Linked DNA regions of Gossypium hirsutum: region 1 is linked to region 2. A link is a contact called in public Hi-C data. All regions are on one chromosome and are shown on one strand. Each heading gives the region's core, a stretch centred on a gene start, on an enhancer-like site or on the middle of the called end of the contact. The rest is flanking DNA. Distances are from core to core; before and after follow the strand shown. Region 1 holds the start of LOC107952138 (NADH dehydrogenase [ubiquinone] iron-sulfur protein 8-B, mitochondrial). Region 2 holds the start of LOC121212191 (protein RADIALIS-like 1).

What was found. Hi-C and Micro-C count contacts between places; a contact is called where the count stands out from the background.
Region 1: a Hi-C map of leaf shows a contact between it and region 2, with 3 times the contacts expected there. The contact joins the promoter of LOC107952138 here to the promoter of LOC121212191 in region 2. A contact is called at or near these places in 6 of 34 Hi-C or Micro-C datasets (hypocotyl and leaf).

What each region holds. Positions count from the first base shown.
Region 1 is chrA13:4,193,940-4,196,639 of Gossypium_hirsutum_v2.1, reverse strand. LOC107952138 (NADH dehydrogenase [ubiquinone] iron-sulfur protein 8-B, mitochondrial) reads left to right here and starts at 1,354. Exons shown (of 8, transcript XM_016887416.2): 1 at 1,354-1,584; 2 at 1,768-1,846; 3 at 2,447-2,500; 4 at 2,596-2,687. The coding sequence starts at 1,531.
Region 2 is chrA13:4,062,058-4,064,818 of Gossypium_hirsutum_v2.1, reverse strand. It overlaps LOC121212191 (protein RADIALIS-like 1), which reads left to right and starts at 1,498. Exons shown (of 2, transcript XM_041084533.1): 1 at 1,498-1,888; 2 at 1,982-2,027. The coding sequence starts at 1,641. The coding sequence ends at 1,883.

The DNA.
Region 1 (2,700 bases), core at 105-2,604, 130 kb before region 2:
TAAAAGAATTTCATTAAAAACTCGAATAGCAATAGAAAAGCTTTTTATTAGTTCAATCGAAATACAAACAGCACAATTCGCCATGAAAAGAACAAGCTAAATTGAATGTTGGAAATGGGTAATGATGAAAATTATAATATTAGTAAAAAATTTCCTATGGCCCTGATATTATAATGATGAAAAAAGGCCCAAGAAGAAATGGTCATGACTCTATTCATTATTCAATCCACCACAGAAAAACTGAAAAAACAATTCTATATATTTCATTTCATTGCTCACTGCCTCACTCCCCATGATTTCAATTTTCATGTACGTTTACCATTTTTATTGTTTAGGGTTTTTTTTTTTACATAGCTGCTTGTAAAATCTAATATATATATTAAAATTTCATATGTACAAAAGAAGACAGCAAGTCAGCAACCATGGATAGCATTGGTTAAGATGAAGTGAAGAGGTAAGAAGTTAGAAGAAAGCAAACCTGGTACTCGGCGACTTCGGCGACTTGGTGACTCGGCGACTCCCGATTCTACTATTGAGTGTTTGTTGGGTGTTGGGTGTTAAGAGTTAAGACTGAGACTGAGATTTAGGGCTATGGGTGTTGTTGGGACTGTGTTTGTGACAGTGTGAGTGTGAAAGTGAAATTTGTGAAATTTGTGAAATTAGGGAGGAGAGCTGGAGGTGTGTTGTGAATAGGGGTGTTGTTAGGGGTGTTTGCTCACTCTGCTGCTGAGAAATGGACCAAACGGTAATGGTCTAATGGACAGCACACAGCAGGCCAAGTTCTACCCTTCTTGGGCTAGGGCCTATGGCTGTTGAATACTTACATTTGGGCTGTCTTATTCGGCCCAACTCCCTTAAACTGTAAATTCGGTTTACCCGAATTTGTTCGGTTAACCGACCCGTTTCGAACCGATTTAACCGTTAACCGAACAAATCAAAAAACCTTAACCGACCCCCGACCGAATAATGCACAGCCCTAATAACACCTATCTATTCATTGTTTTTTTCAAAATATTTCTAAGACTGAATTCAAATTAGAATTGTCTAAATTATTCGTTTTTCTATTTAAAATAATAAGTAAATATTTTTTATTTAAATTTATTTATAAAAGTGTATAAATATTTATATAAAATTATTATTTTTTATTTTTTTAAACAATAAAACAGATTAAACCGAGTCAGCTCAAAGTCAAAAACTATAAACCCAAGCCCGACCATGAGTACAATTTTTCTGTGAATAACTAAAACGAACCAAACATGAATGTGTTATTCTTGGGCTTAGCCCGTTAGGGAATGTTCTCTCCCTGAAGCCCACATTAAGATAATACTACTGTAATAGGCTTGCAATTGCAAACCCCTAAACGTTGCCGTTTTGGTGTTTCAAGTCGAACCGATTCTATCGAAGGCATCGTGAAAATCCCTCAATTAATCGGGAGATTTTCTTTTTCCAGTTCCTTGGTTGTACAGCTCTGCTCGGCGACGATCTGATCGTCTTCGTCTGTCTGATTAACACCAACTTCAATCAAAATCAATGGCTGCAATCTTCGCTCGTAACTCTCTCAACGCTCTCCGAGCTCGACACCTTGTAAGAACTCGTTTCTTCATCCCCCTCTAGAACGTAATCATTATTTTGCTTTTCAGATCTTTTTATCTAGATTTAAGCTAAATAATTTCGTAATATTGTTTATCAAGGAAACGATTTTTAGTTCAATTTTCTTTTGTAAGGATTTTTTTTTGAAATTTTTTATGAATGTATATATATGTATAGGCTGTGTCAGGGCAAGTGTTGCAGGGTTCACAGCACTACGGGTTGCGACTCAGTTCACGCTCATATGGCACGCAGAAAGGTTGGCTTTTTATTTCTTCTTCTCATTTTTATCTAAACCTAAATGTTTACATGTTTATATGTCATGGTTTGAATTTCGAAAAGAGTGTGGAAATGGTGAAAAATGCAGTTCCTTTTCTATTTGGATTCATTGGTCTACCAGAAATACTACTAGAACAGTTTTACCACATTGGTCGGAACACAAATCGCTACATTTTGTAAAACCTAATTCGATAGGGTACTCTTCTCTGGATCATTTGTTAGGAACGAAATGCTATTTATTGGAACCTAAAACATTTCTTTGGAACTTTTATGTATATGTATGTATATAGCTTTTATATTTATTTAAACACATAATTCTGAATAAATAAAATTTGAAGTTTTGTGAATTATTTGTTTTACTCAATAATGTTATAATAAACCATATCTTAAGCGGATCACTAGTCTTACTGAATTGGATGGCTAGTGTTTCTTGACTGGGATCGTGCGAACCAATTCAGAATTTGCTGTAGAAATAGTGATTTCTTGTAACAGAGCTCTAGAAAATGCATGTGAGTGCTTTTAAGTGCATAGCTAATGATCCCCATGTTTGTTCATGGATGTTTTTATTTGTAAATTGTAGATGATGAAGAAAGAGAGCAGCTTGCAAAGGAGATTTCAAAGGACTGGAGTTCTGGTAATGTAGCGTGCCGGAATGTCTCTGTTTCCATTGCTTCTTACATCATTTTCTTTTAGGAAGTGATTGGTTTCTCATATTCTGCACAATTGCAGTTTTCGAGAGAAGCATAAACACACTGTTTCTAACTGAAATGGTTCGGGGTCTCATGCTGACACTCAAATACTTCTTTGAAAGAAAAGTTACTGTAAGCATCTTCC
Region 2 (2,761 bases), core at 249-2,748:
GTGTCATTCCACCGCCCTCTTGAATTCTGATGCTTTGCGGATTTGACTTGTTATTCTCCCGACCTGCAGATATTTAGTCTTTGTGTCTTTTTCTGATTTTGAGTTTATCTTCCAAGTGATCGGATTAGGTTGATTAAGTATGGCTTTACCTTTCACAAGCTTAACCTTCCATTGTTGTGGAGACTCATCTGCAAATGAAGCAATTTGCAAATAATGTTCAAGTTGACAACAAAGAGAACATGTAGATATTTGTCAACTGGTCACTTATACAGTGATAAATGACTTGCATGCATTACTATCACGAATTCAAACTTGGATTATATATACTTCAAATGCTAGCTATATCATGCTTGAATTTCACTTCCAGGGGGTTCAGCTCAACAGTAATCTGCATATTAGGAGATTGCTTAATTTACACCAGTAATGGGATTTCAAACTTTATATATATATATTGACTAGCTGAAGCCTATTAGTCACTTTATATATTCTCAAAACCAGATTTTTGCTGATAATTTTTTGGGGCAACAACCTTTTAAATAAAAACTAAGAGAATAAATAAATAAAAATAAAAGGCCAAAACATGCTGACAGTCCCTGTGCTTTCATAGAAATTTGAGATTTAATTTTGATACTTTAAAAAATTAAATTATTTTGCATTTCGATTTAATAATCTTAATTTAATCATTAACACAATTACTATTTCTTGTCAAAATTAAATCTGATCATTAACACGGTAAATTTTGAAAAAAAAAATGATTGTATTAGAATTTTTTGTAGGAGAAGGTAAAAATTTTTAATTTTTAACTTTAAAGCATATCTGAAGGCATATTTGAAGAAGGGTTAAAGTCCACATGGGGGGAAGGGCCAATAAAAGATTCTTTCAAATAATTGTAATTTGGTAGAGCATGACTAACATGAAGTCAGTTAAGGAATGATTCTGGATCTTCATCATTGGAGATATGGACCAGCCAAGAAGCTTAGTCTTACTTATTTTGTTCACCCAAAATGACCCATTATTCAAAATCAGTTTCCCATTTCAACAAGGGCTGCTAACTCTATAAACCATATGGATATCTTGTTTATTTCTTTATATGATATCAAGTTTTGGGTATGTTTTTTTTGCACATCTTAGGGACCAATTTGAAAGAGTTTGCATCGAACAATTTACCATGCATTTTTTACCAAATTTGGTCCTATCTCTGTTACAATATTTGCACATTAATGCCTCATAAAAAAGGAACTTTTACTTCGCATCATATAATATGCAGAATATTATGCCAAGAAAAGGACTTAAAATGCTACATTTACTTATAAAACACCTTTTTAAAAAAAAAAACTGATTCTCTTACATTACTGTTTCTTCTTCTTCTTTGTACTCCAATTTTTGTGGTTCCTAAGGAGACAAATCATTAAAATTCTTGCAAGATTTCTACGCCAACTGGTCATATACCCCACCACTCCGCTCCTTATATAGAGAGCAACCATTGCCAACTCTCTGCTCATAACAATCCCTTTGGTTGCAGTCTCTTAGTACCTTGTGCAATCTATTACATATCACTTTCTTTTAGCCATTCTAAGTAGTGATTCTTTGACCCTTTTTTCTTCTTTGAAACTGATATATACATAATTTTAGAACAAAGAATGGCATCGAGCTCAATGTCGTCCCGTGGTTCAGGTTCATGGACAGCCAAACAAAACAAAGACTTTGAAAGGGCTTTGGCTGTGTATGATAAGGACACCCCTGACCGTTGGTACAATGTTGCCAAAGCTGTTGGTGGGAAAACTGCTGAGGAAGTTAAGAGGCACTATGAGCTGCTTGTGGCTGATGTCAAGTATATTGAATCAGGCCAAGTTCCCTTCCCTTACAGGTCCAATGGAAATTAGCCAAGGTAACTATATTACTTTGCCAACTTTAAACCCTTTTTTTTTTATAACCATGCATGATGCCCTGAGACCTTGGTGGTTTGATATGTGATATGCAGGGATGGAAAATCTGAAACTGAATTGAAGCATGAAGTTGAATCATTTCTCCACCTACAATAAAGATGATCATCTACTATACTAGCTATTATTAATGATAGAAGATTAATCAGCCATTAATTCTAAGTTTTGTTGTGCTCTTCTATTTATGTTTCGCCTATAAATTTGTACGAGGAAAAGGCACATAATTGTGATCCTTACTTCCCCCACCCCACCCTGTGTTTTTTTGTTTGTGAAAGAATCTCTTGTTGGAATACATAATATCATATATATATATATATATTACGTACTTCGTTTTTGCCTTTTAGTGCTTTCATTTTCACTACAAACAACTTAAATATTTAACAATTTTAAAGCCATTTTCTTACTTAAAAAAAGCACATGAAAATCCAACTCAAAAGGTAAATTAGTTCATGCAAAAGCGAATAGTTTTTATTAATCTACGATCCGAAAATCATGCAAATCATTGGATGCCCTAAAAGTAAATATATTCTTTATAAATTATTAACATCCTTAATTTTTTTAAAAAAATAATAGTGACATATAAATTAAGATCCAGATATTAGTAGATTTAGGATAAGATTAAGCATCGAGACCTTAACTGATAAACTCTCAATTATGTCCTCATATGGCTAATGACAGGTAGGTCAAATTTCAACAATGTGCTTCAACCATGCATGCAACCAGGCCGACAGCATCTGCTTCTCTTAGATGACGTTTAACATATAATTAATAACCTTGTCGGTCCAAATTAACCTAAGCTTAAGCTATAAAAATTTGCA